Regions from separate parts of the Mus musculus genome. Here region 1 is linked to region 2. Evidence: chromatin contacts called from public HiChIP or PLAC-seq data. All regions are on one chromosome and are shown on one strand. Each heading gives the region's core, a stretch centred on a gene start, on an enhancer-like site or on the middle of the called end of the contact. The rest is flanking DNA. Distances are from core to core; before and after follow the strand shown.

Region 1 (6,119 bases), core at 2,365-4,864, 490 kb after region 2:
CATAAAAGCTGTCTCTTGGGCTGGAGAGATGGCTCAGTGGTTAAGAGAACTGACTGCTCTTCCAGAGGTCTAGAATTCAAATCCTAGCAACCACATGGTGGCTCACAACCATCTGTAATGAGATCTGATGCCCATATAATGATAAATAAATCTTTTTTTTTAAAGATTTATTTACTACATGTAAGTACACTGTAGCTGTCTTAAGACACACCAGAAGAGGGCGTCAGATCTCGTTACAGATGGTTGTGAGCCACCATGTGGCTGCTGGGATTTGAACTCTGGACCTTCGGAAGAGCAGTCGGGTGCTCTTACCCACTGAGCCATCTCACCAGCCCATAAATAAATCTTTTTAAAAAGCTGTCTCTTCCTACCTCAAAGATCTGGATTAGAAGTAGATCTTCCTACTTCAAATTAAGCAAAAATCCCTCACCTCCATTTTTGAGTTTTAGTTAATTCCAGATGAAGTCAAGTTGACAACCTATCACAGATATAGTTATACTTTTAAAAGTAGAATTTAGGCTAGTGAGATGGCTCAGAAAGTAAAGGCACTTTTCATCAAGCCAACAGCTTGAGTTCCATTCTAAAAAAAAAAAAGAATGAGAGAACCAATTCTCCCAAATTGTCCTCTGATCTCCACACATGAACCATAACATTCACACACACACACACACACACACACACACACACACACACACACACACACATATACAGAGACAGAGAGACAGATGGTCAGACAGACAACACACATACAACAAGTAAAATTAACTACTGCATCTAAGGCTCAGGAGTCACCACAGAAGAGAAGTAGGAAAGATTGGAAGAGCCAGAGAATTTGCAGTGAGGCTGTGTCTCCTAGAAATGAAGTCTCGTTGACATGGCTGACAAAACAAGGAGCAAACACGGATGACACCAGTGGATGTGCTGCTGTGCCATGGTGGCATACCACTTTGATTCCAGCACTCCTGAGACAAAGGAGTGCAGGTCTCTGCGAGTTAAAGGCCATCCTGTCCTACAGACCAAGTTCCAAGACAGTCATAGCTACACAAGGAAACCTTGTCTTAATAAAACCCAAAACCTAAAACCAACCAACCAACAAAGAAACCAACCAAACAAACAGCCAAACAAACAAACAAACAAACAAAAAGCCAATGGACATGCTATCATGAAAGAGAAAAATCCCATGGGAAAAATCCTTCAAACCTAGACACCCTAAAGCAACTAAGAAATGCTGAGAATGGGAGAAACTGCCTTTCTGAGGGAGAAAGAGTCAAACTACATAGCTTAACAAGGACACCTTCTGTGTGTGTGTGTGTGTGTGTGTGTGTGTGTGTGTGTGTGTGTGTGTATATGTGTGTGTTACATGACACCTACTTCACTGGGCTTGGGCTCAGGTAATAGAGACCTGAATAAATGTAGGCACAGGCACCACTGTGGTGTCTCCTTCTAGGAAACAGTGAAAACTGGAATGAGCCAGCATGCCTGCTCCTTTCATGACCAGAGGAAGGAAGGAGTTGCTGTGCTGGTGTTGGCACGTTCCTGTACCTCAGGTCTTTAGAGGAAATTAAAAGCTCATCTAGCTTATATTTGAAAATCTTGCTGAGATGGGTTTTATAATAATCTGGCATTTTGTACCAGTAGCCAAGGAATATCTAATGTTTTGAGGCATGGTTCTAAAGGAATATATACACAAAATGAAAAAAAAATTCTATGTAAAGAATCTAGAAGGAAGTAGTTTGTATAAGTTAAAAATGAAAGCCTACTTCAGGTTCAGGCCGGTCTGATCTACATAGTTCCAGGCCAATCAGAGATACATAAAAAGATCCTGTCTCCAAAGAAAAGAAGAGAAAAGGAAAGGAAAGGAAAATTGGAAGGAACAAACAGAACAGACGCAAAAAAGAGTAGAGTCTGACTTATAAAATTGTATAACCTTGATTAGATCGTCTTTTCTGAGACATTTCTCTGTATGGTTTTGTCTTTCTTTCTTTTTCTTTTTTCTTTCTTGGTTTTATGGGACAGGGCTTCTCCATGCATCAGTCCCAGCTGTCAAATTTTTTTGTTTGTTTTGTTTTTCGAGACAGGATTTCTCTGTGTAGCCCTGGCTGTCCTGGAACTCACTTTGTAGACCAGGCTGGCCTCAAACTCCCGAGTAATGGGATTAAAGGCGAGCACCACCACGCCCGGCTAGCCCCAGCTGTCTTAATTCACTTTATAGACCATGCTGACCACACTGGCCAGGGATCTGCTTGCTTATTTCTGGAATACAAGGATTAAAGGCAGAGCCACCATCCCCTCCCTCCCCCTGCCACGCCCCCAGCCTAGATTGTATTTAACTGATTAAATTTTTCAGTTGTTTAAATGTATACTTCTCTGTTGAGAGGCCAAATCTTGTAAGTTCAGACTCCATTTTAGAGAACCTGGCCAAAGTTTGAACTCAGACAAACTAACCAACATAACACTAGTTTCCAAGTTACCCCTCAACAAGACCAGCGTCCCCAGGTTATTACCCCAACATATCTGCACCCCCAGGTTACGAGGCCACCCCCTGCCTAACGACCACTAATGCAGAGGGAAGCAGAAATTAAGTTTATGATATGACTCCCAGCACCAGCCAATTGTGTTAAAGGCCATGGTAGCTCTCGAATTAGATGCTTAACTACCACCACTACCACATCCCACCCTCTGCTTGTAGCTTTCTATAAAGTCTTGTCCCCACTGACATTCGGGGTACACCAAAAACTGTGCTGTGTGTTGGTGGCGAGCCACAGCGAGCTGGGATAGAATAAAGACCGTGCTATGAGTTACATCAGATGGGCTCCTGCCTGGTTTTGGGGGATCGCTAACACTTTCGTGGCGCTACAACTGTATGCCCTTGATTAGATTTCCTTTACTGGCTTTCTTCTTTGCCATTCATTCTTCCTTGATTAGTCGCCACCTTTTCTCTCCAGAAGTTTTCGAGATATTTAACCTTTCATTCATCTTGCGTTACAGTTAGGCAAACAATTTGGTAGGAAAATACCCATTCCCCTTAGTCAAAAATAATTTTAGAAATTCCCCCCGGGAGGGTTGGTGTATAGTTTTAAAATAATCAGTAAGCTTCAACGTTGCATTTAAATTTTAATGTCATCATTAAAACCTCTTTTTACTTTCTAATTCATTTTTAAGGCAATCATCGTTGCCAGGGAGAGATTTGCTCTAGGGAATTAATTGCTCAATCGCTCCTGCTCACTTGCTTACCTTGATTTTTTTTTTTTGGTTTTTCGAGACAGAGTTTCTCTGTAGCCTTGGCTGTCCTGGAACTCACTTTGTAGACCAGGAAGGCCTCGAACTCAGAAATCCGCCTGCCTCTGCCTCCCAAGTGCTGGGATTAAAGGCGTGCGCCACCACGCCCGGCTGCTTACCTTGATTTTACTAAATTCAATCCCTATTCTTGGAGATTTTATTTCTTTTTCTAGTTTTAAACAATGTAACCCACTAGATTGCTAGCACGCAAGGGATCACGAAGACAGACAGGGTCTCCATTAAACAAGTTCAAAGTTTCCCCCCTCCGGCTTGACCGGGCCCTTCCCGTTCCCTCTCTCGCGAGACTTGGAAGCCGGAAGTTACATAAAGGACTCGAAACTCAGCCGCGGCTCGGTTGGTGTTGGCGGGAGCCGGGTGGGCCGGCTGCCTGGTGTTCTTTGCTGTGCGACCCGGGCTGCAGGTGCTCCGGGGTGTTGCTGTTGAGTTCCGCGGCCCAACGTCACGATGAGGGTGGCCGTGGCCGGCTGCTGCCACGGCGAGCTGGACAAGATCTACGAGACTCTGGCGCTGGCGGAGCGGCGCGGCTCGGGACCCGTGGATCTCCTTCTGTGCTGCGGCGACTTCCAGGCGGTGCGCAACGAGGCCGACCTGCGCTGCATGGCCGTGCCGCCCAAGTACCGTCACATGCAGACCTTCTACAGGTGAGGGGCGCGCGGCCGGTCCTCGCGTGGGGTTCCAGGTCCTGCTGCCGCAGATCGCGATGTCTGTTGGACCCGGAGCTTAGGAAATGGCCCTGGCCTCCTCCTCTCTGTACACACCTGGCTCTTCTTCCCAGGGACCCGGGGTGACACCAGCAGGTTTAGATACTTTGGATTTGCTAGAACACGATGGTTAGTTGATTTAATGATCTGGTTTTCCCGTGACCTGCTGTGTGCTAGTCTGGGTTCTAGAAGCCCAGACTTGCACTTCACAAAGTTCTTGATCTCAATGAATGTGTGCTCGACACTCAAGATTTAATTTATTCTTAAGGGCAGGGATGGGAAGATAGTGGGGACCGTTTGATCGTTTTTGAGCTCGGCCTTTTCCTTCTGACCTCTTGCTTTTTTGTGTTTAGTTTGGTTCCTGACAGCTTTATTACCGTTATGTTGTAGATATTACTCTGGAGAGAAAAAGGCCCCGGTTCTCACCATCTTCATTGGAGGAAACCATGAAGCCTCAAACCATTTGCAAGAGTTACCCTATGGTGGCTGGGTAGCGCCGAATATTTATTATTTAGGTATGTGTTTATGTGCACTTTTTTTGGTCTTGTCAGAATCTGTACCAGCTGGGCAGCTTCTAGAAGACATGTGGTGAATGCCATTAACTTAAATAATCATGAGAATTGAGTTAAAATAGTTATTAAATGGCCAGTCATGAACATACATCCATTTTCTTCTAGAGGTTTAAATAATAGCTAATATGATGACAAGTTTTTTTTTTTGTAGTCTCTTTGCTTTTTTCTTATTGCATTAAACTTTATAATGGAAAATGCTAAACATACATAAAAATACCGAGTAGTTTAATAAATTTCTTTACTTGTTAACCTCAACTCCTATTACTTTGTTCTACTCCCATATTTAAATATCCAGTATTGTTTAAACTTTTCCTGAGGGAGATGGCTGGGATGCCTTAAAGCAAATCCTAACCACTGGGTTATTTCATTTGTGGATTTTTAAGTACATGACTCCCCCTACCCCAAGATGTATTTATTTATCTACCGTGTATACAGTGTTCTGAGTGCATATGTGCCTACAGAGCACCAGATCCCATTATAGATGGTTAGAAGCCACCATGTGGTGCTGGGAATTGAACTCGGGACCTGTGGAAAAGCATCCAGTGCTCTGAGCCATCTCTCCAGCCCCTAAGTACATGACTTTCGAGTGATAGATTTTTTTTAGACACACGTAGTTCTGGTGCCATTTTATACCTAACTATAGTGAGTTAGTCCTTCTCTCGTGCCTTGTCCATACGCATTTCTCTGCATGTCTCAGTTACCGGATCTACAAATGACTTGCTCAGGTAGGATCCAAATATTTGGTGTTCAGGGCTCTGCCTCTTAGACTCTTTATCCTTCCTTCCCTTGTTTCTGTTTTCTGTTTCCTCTATGGTTTGTGTGTTGTAGGCAGTGAGGTTGATTGCCCTGTAGCATTTCCTGGGCTCTGGATTTAGCTGACTGGATTTACTATGATATCACTTGAAGTGTTCCTTTTGTTTTTCATCTTTTAAAGTTTGCAGGTCTTTTATCTCTTTATATAAGTGATTGTTTCTAGAATAATGTTCAAGTTTTTCTAGTGATGAAATCTTAACTTTGGGAATTTTGTTTCTCTGTCATTACTGATTTGCCATCTTTCAACAATCTCAGTATTATGAAGAGATGAATTTGGGCTGGGCATGTTTTTAATTCCAACACTGTAGCGGCAGAGGCAGGCTGATCTCTAGGAGTTTTGAGGCCAGCCAGGTCTATGGAGTGAATTCCAGGTCATCCAGAACTGCATCATAAGACCTGTCTCAAACAAATGAAAAGACAAGGTGGGATTGTCAGTTGAGTTGAAAATGAAAATGTAGAAATGCAGTGCTCTTTGGACATTACACCTGCTGACTTGACTCCCACTGTGTAAGGCCATCACAGGACATTGTCCTTCCCCTTCACTTTCTCCCACATAATTGCATGTTCAGCTGGGTACCACAGTACACTGTTAGGTATCACCATGCACTGTTAGGTACCACAGTTCACTGTTTGCTTTTAACATCCTGTCTCTTCATCCTTTTAGAATCCACTTAGTTTCTTGTCTGATTGGTTCCAGGCCTACTCTGCCTTGTGGATCATCAGCATATAACAG
Region 2 (5,623 bases), core at 2,581-5,080:
ATGTCATTTCTTCTCTCCACAACCAATCTCCATCTGATGGAAAACAACAAAGCTGTGAACCTAAGATGCTAAGGACTCATTCTTCCACTAACAAAGAAGTGATGGATAATGTGCCGGAGAAAAATAAAACACACACTGAACGCTTGATTAATCTTCTGGAAGAAGAAACTGAATGAAAGAAAAAGAGCTGTCACTATTAAATAATAAGAAAGAACCACAAAAGCAGCAAAGAACTAGGCCAGCAAGATGGCTCAGCGGGCAGCGGTGTCTGCGGCTAAGCACAATGACCTCCGGGATCCACGGTGGAATGAGAAAAGCAATGTCTGACCAAGCCACACTCTGACTTCACACGCACGCCATGGTGCAGGTGTGAGCGCACTGACACACATGATCGGTAAATAACGACCTGCTCAACGATGGGGGCTTGCTCACTGTGTGCAAGGCCCAGGACCAACCCCCAACAGAGGCAGAAAACAACCAATACCAAAATCAAGAACTGATAAAAGTTTTGGAAGTCACACAGTAGCCTCAGAGGGGAGAAGCAAGGGTGCAGCCCCACCTGTACATATGTACATTCTGTATCTGTAAGGAAAACTCCTGAAGGATCTGACTGTACGAACTCTGTCCACATATCCTTCCAGACTGCCTTCAATTCTTGGTCCTCCTGTAATTATAGGCCCATAATACCACATTCTACCACTATGTTTGGTTTCTGCTTTTAAGAATGAAATCCTTAAGGAACTCTACTATTTGCTAATCCACAGGAATGTCTAAGATGTACTCAAAAGTGAATAAAACAAATTATTCATTAGCAACACTCAAGAGACAAAGCAAACGCACCCCACTCTTGCTGCCCATCCTGTATGGTTTTTACATCAGCTTAAACACAAAGGACAGTGACAGGGCTTGAGTTAAATTTCCTCCTGATGGCAAGAAGGTGACAAGGGACAATGAACATCTTCTCTCTCCATCCTTACAATGCTGTGTTCTAAGTCATGAGACACTTTTTTACAAAAGTTTTACTTTTTGTTTCTGTGCATGTGGGTGGTTATGTGTGTATGCACACATGTACATGTGTGAACTCACACATGCTCATGTATGTGCCTATGTGAATTCAAGCACACCATGAATACACAGGAGTCCACAGAAGTCAGAGAGTGTATTGGGTAATCTAGAACTAGAGTTACAAGTGGTTGTCAGCTGCTGAATCTGGGTCCTCTGCAATCTGGGTCCTTTGACACTGAGCCATCTCTCTTATCCTGTGACATACTTTTTAAATTGGAGAAACAATAAAAGCAGGGTATGGTGCCATATGCCTATAATCCCAGTACCTGGCAAGTAGGAGGCAGAAGATTAGGAGTCCAAGCAAGGTTATCTTTTTTGCAAGAATAAGTTTTAGGCCAATCTGACCTACATGAGAGCCTGTCTCAAAAAGGGGGGGGGGGGTGGGGAGGGGAAGAAAAAGAAAAGCAAACTCTAGGAGAACAGCCAGGATTACATACAAAAACTGTCTTTAAAAAGAGGAAGAAAAGCTGGGCAGTGGTGGCACATGCCTTTAATCCCAGCATTTGGGAGGCAGAGGCAGGGAAACCCTGTCTCAAAAAACCATTTAAAAAAAAAAAAAGCAAGGCAGATAGAATGCTCAATAGTTTTATAACAAGCTGCCAGACTCTACAAATGATAGCACAGAGTTCATGAATTATACAAATAAGTACTCAAGATCACTCAACTCTTTAAAAAAGTACTCACTTTCACAGTTTCTTCTGTATTAAGCTTATTTCCTTTAACCAAGGTAATTTGGAAAGGGTTGTTGTTGTCCCAGATATGCTGCAAAAGAACAAAATAAACACAGAGACTTTCAGTGGAAGGCATGACTATGACATGACAGCTGGGTAGCTACGCATGTCACCCTGACCAAAACTACAGTCATCTGAGGCAGGAACCTCAGTCAGGAAAATGTTTCCATAGGATCTGGCTGTAGGCCTGTGTAGCCTGTGGTGCTTTTCTAGATTGCTGTAGAAAGGTCCAGGCCATTGTGGGTAGTGCTGCCCCTGGGCTGGTGGTCATGGATTCTACAGGAAGGTAGGCTGAGCAAGGCATGGGGAGTAAGCATCCCTTCATGGATGGCATCAGCTCCTGCCAGCAGGTTCCTACCCCAGTGAACTATGACTCAGGATATGTAAGGATATAAACCCTTCCTCCTTAAGCTGCTCTTGGTTGTGGCACTGTATCACAATGGTAACCCTAACTAACCATGCAAGTCTCTCAGCTCCCACACAGCACAAGCTGTGAAAACTGCTCTGATCTAACAAGTAAGAATCAGGGGTATTTCCAGGAACAACGGAGCACACCTTTCATCCCAGAACTCCAGAGGCAGAGACAGATGGATCTCTAAGTTCCAGGAAAGTCTGGTCTACAACAAAGTGAGTTCTGGGATAGCTAGGGCTACACACAAAAAAAACCATCCTCTGCCAAAAATCATAAATATCAAATGAAGCACTACTAGCACTTGATTTTTGTGTCTGTTAATGCTAAGAAGTGAAGTGAGGGAGAGGCAGGCAGAGGGCAGGGGGACGTGTTGGAACCCATCTGTATTCCAGAACACAGGAAACTGAGACAGGATGATCATGATTGCCTTGGGTCTAAACAAGTTCCATGCCAGCCTGAACCCACAATGGAACACTGGTTTTAACTGCCTTAGTCACCCCAAAACTGTCCTAAAAGGTTAAGCTGATAGAAATGAAATATGCTGGGCTGGAAAGCTGGCTCAGTGGTTAAGAGCACTGAATGCTCTTCCAGAGGTCCTGAGTTCAATTCCCAGCAACCCATGATGACTCACAACCACTCCTAATGAGATCTGATGCCCCCTTCTGGTGTCTGAAGACAGTGACAGTGTACTCATATACATAAAATAAATAAAAATCTTTTACAAAAAGAAAAAGAAAAGAAATGAGATACACCGCTGGGGATTTCTAAGCCTCAAGTTGGGAACCAGAGCCACAAGCAAGGCTGAGAAAAAGAAACAACATAGAAATAGTCTGCCTATTCAGATATCTTGTGTCCTGTGTCTCAAGCTGATTAAGTATAATATCTAACCTGATAGTATTTGGTGAGAGGGCACTAAAAATACCATGCAGGAGAAGGCTATTTTTCAAGTAAATGGTGATGAGCTTTTGGCAAAGATGTTGATTGTCACAGAAGGAGAAGTGAGTAAAGGAAACAGGTCTGAGACTGAGAGCACAACTGAAAATCACATGGTTTTGGGGTTACCAAAGGCCGACACAGGAAACTTACAGAAATAACTCGCGTTTTCTTTGGTGGTAAAGGGAGAGGAAGGTTGGATGAGTTTCGGTTGATGGCAGCCTCTATGGCAATCATTTCTTGTTCATACATTTTCTTGATCTTACAACATTCCACAAGGATGAAGTGGGGCAGGGTTCTATTCATCACACAATTCCGGATGTACTGAAGTAGCAGGAGAGGCGAGGGTAGAGATTTACAGGCATCATTTAAATCAACAAAGAAAATTAATATGAACAGCACTACACTAAATGTACAGTATAGGTATATGTTACTCAACTTAGTATCAAGAATATAATCATTTAAAGTCACAACACAGGAAAGCTGGAGAGGCAGCAGCCCCTGGATGCTCCAGGGAATCCTGCAACCACCTCTGGCCTCTTTAGGCACTACATATACATGGTGCACATACGTCCACAAGGGCAAAACCCCCATACACGTAATATAAAAGTAAATGTAAAACTACAACACAGGAGTCAGTGAGCTGGCTCAGCAGGGAAAGGCACTAGTCACCAAGTCATCAAGTCACCAAGTCTGATGACTCATGTTCAGCCCTGACCTACGGTGGCAGGAGAGAAACTACTCCCAAAAGTTGTTCCCTGACCTCCACAAGCACACTCTGGTGCACACAACTACACATAGAACAAGTGAAAACGTTATAAGGTCACAGCACAGCACAGCAATGCTGATGCATCTTTGTGGTGTACTGCTGGGAAACTAAACCCAGGGGCCACAAGCTTGAGGTCAGTGTTAAGAAAACAGTAGCTCAGCTCAGTATGAGCAAGAGGCCCTGTCTCTGAAGACTACGGGCCAAGGATTGAATTCAGATCATTGCCTAGCAGGTGCAAGAAACCCTGTCCAATTGTTATCATCAAACAAGCCATCAACAGCAAAAACCCACATAAAACAGCCACTGTTAACTGAGTACCCAATTACCTAGGAATGGAGAGAGATACTTACATTGTGGTTATTCTTAATAACAGTCTTCAAGAGACCAAGTTCCATTTCACAGGTTGTGGCCATGAAAACCAGAAGAGCTAACTTAACACACCTCGTATCTCTAAGACCCAAATATAAATCTATTTATCTGATGCCCAAGTTACATGCTGGCCAATCAGCCAGGGATGGTCTAAGTCCAGAGGACGCCTGAGGTGGCCCTTTTGCAGCACAGGATTCTAGGCGAGCGCCACCAGCAGTTTACCCAGGAAAGACCTTCTGGTCTTTCAGTCTAATGTTTTATTTTCATAAAACCAGGAGGCTCCACAAAAGATAAACTAAAAAACAAACAGTGACCATTCCTACTTTTAAGATTACAAATATATATGTATAAATCCCATGAATTCCTGAAAATAAACTCCTTCTATAGATCCAAAGCTTGATCCAGCTTATTCTGTGCTAGCCTGATGGAGGATGTCTTGTGCAAGACGACAGACTGGGAGGAAGAGAAGGATCTCCAGGTTGCTCACCTGACACTTTTGCTTTCTTCTTCCTGCTCAGCTAGAGCTCAACTGCTCACTACCCCAGAGCTGTGCACATAAGCTGTCCTATCCTAGGCCCCCTCTTGAACAAGAGGACATGCCACAACTTTAACAGACAAGACAGTATAAAATTCTGTTACCTGTTAAATGCATCTCAACCCGTTTTCTCTTTGGACACTCGAAACAGGGATCGAATAGCCTGGCCTGGTTGTTGACTCCAGACCTCTTGCCTCTGCCTCTCCACTGCTAGGAGCATGAACATACTGCCACACTTGACTTCAAAACTTTCTTTTCTTACAGACATCACTCAATATGTGGCCCCTCCACACTCCTGACAAGAGCTAACTCACGTGTGTAGCTCAATAGCTGGAGGCTGGAGCAGGATTACATCCCTGTGGGCTATAGAGTAGAACCTTGGTCTCAAAAACCTAACACTACCACAAAATGGAACAGAATCCAACCAACCAACTAACCCACCTACCCTAGGCTTTAAACTGTTCTACTGATCTGTATGTAGCTTGGCCCCTTTTCAGTTACTGCTCCTATAACAACCACCTTTCAGTTTTCAAATCAATACAGTATTTTTTAAGTTCCTTGATGACAAATCCAAACCTTCTGGTGAAGAAATCTCAAGGTAATTAGATAGTGGGAAAAGCACATGCTCAAATTACAGAAGGGCCTGGGCTCAATACCCGAAACAACAACAGAAACAAAAAACTAAAAGAATCCTTTTCTTTTTAAAAGGTATTGTGTGTGTGTGTGTGTGTGTGTGTGTGTGTGTGTGTGTGTGTGTGTGTGTGTGTGTAATGCATGTGTGGGGGCTGTGGAGGTCAGAGGACAACTCT

What was found. HiChIP or PLAC-seq counts read pairs in DNA pulled down with a chosen protein or histone mark.
Region 1: an H3K4me3 HiChIP or PLAC-seq map of the SCID.adh cell line shows a contact between it and region 2, with 12 read pairs. The contact joins the promoter of Dbr1 here to the enhancer-like site in region 2. A contact is called at or near these places in 4 of 39 promoter capture datasets (the 3T3-L1 cell line, the HPC-7 cell line, HPC-7-derived erythroid cells and 1 more), 7 of 115 datasets of contacts at active chromatin or transcription factors (the SCID.adh cell line, T-cell acute lymphoblastic leukemia, bone marrow-derived macrophages and 3 more) and 2 of 9 other capture datasets (adipose tissue and liver).

Annotation. Positions count from the first base shown.
Region 1 is chr9:99,572,185-99,578,303 of GRCm38.p6, forward strand. Dbr1 (debranching RNA lariats 1) reads left to right here and starts at 3,615. Exons shown (of 8, transcript NM_031403.3): 1 at 3,615-3,941; 2 at 4,392-4,516. The coding sequence starts at 3,745.
Region 2 is chr9:99,086,856-99,092,478 of GRCm38.p6, forward strand. It overlaps Pik3cb (phosphatidylinositol-4,5-bisphosphate 3-kinase catalytic subunit beta), which reads right to left. Exons shown (of 24, transcript NM_029094.3): 7 at 3,295-3,465; 8 at 1,750-1,827. Among named protein-coding and RNA genes, the nearest start is that of Pik3cb, 51 kb to the right of the region's middle. Within about 2 kb of position 3,831, at least 53 of the 459 cell types and tissues checked have an H3K27ac peak or open chromatin away from gene starts, as enhancers often do. A contact at or near this core is called in the HPC-7 cell line, the SCID.adh cell line and bone marrow-derived macrophages, where this site is marked.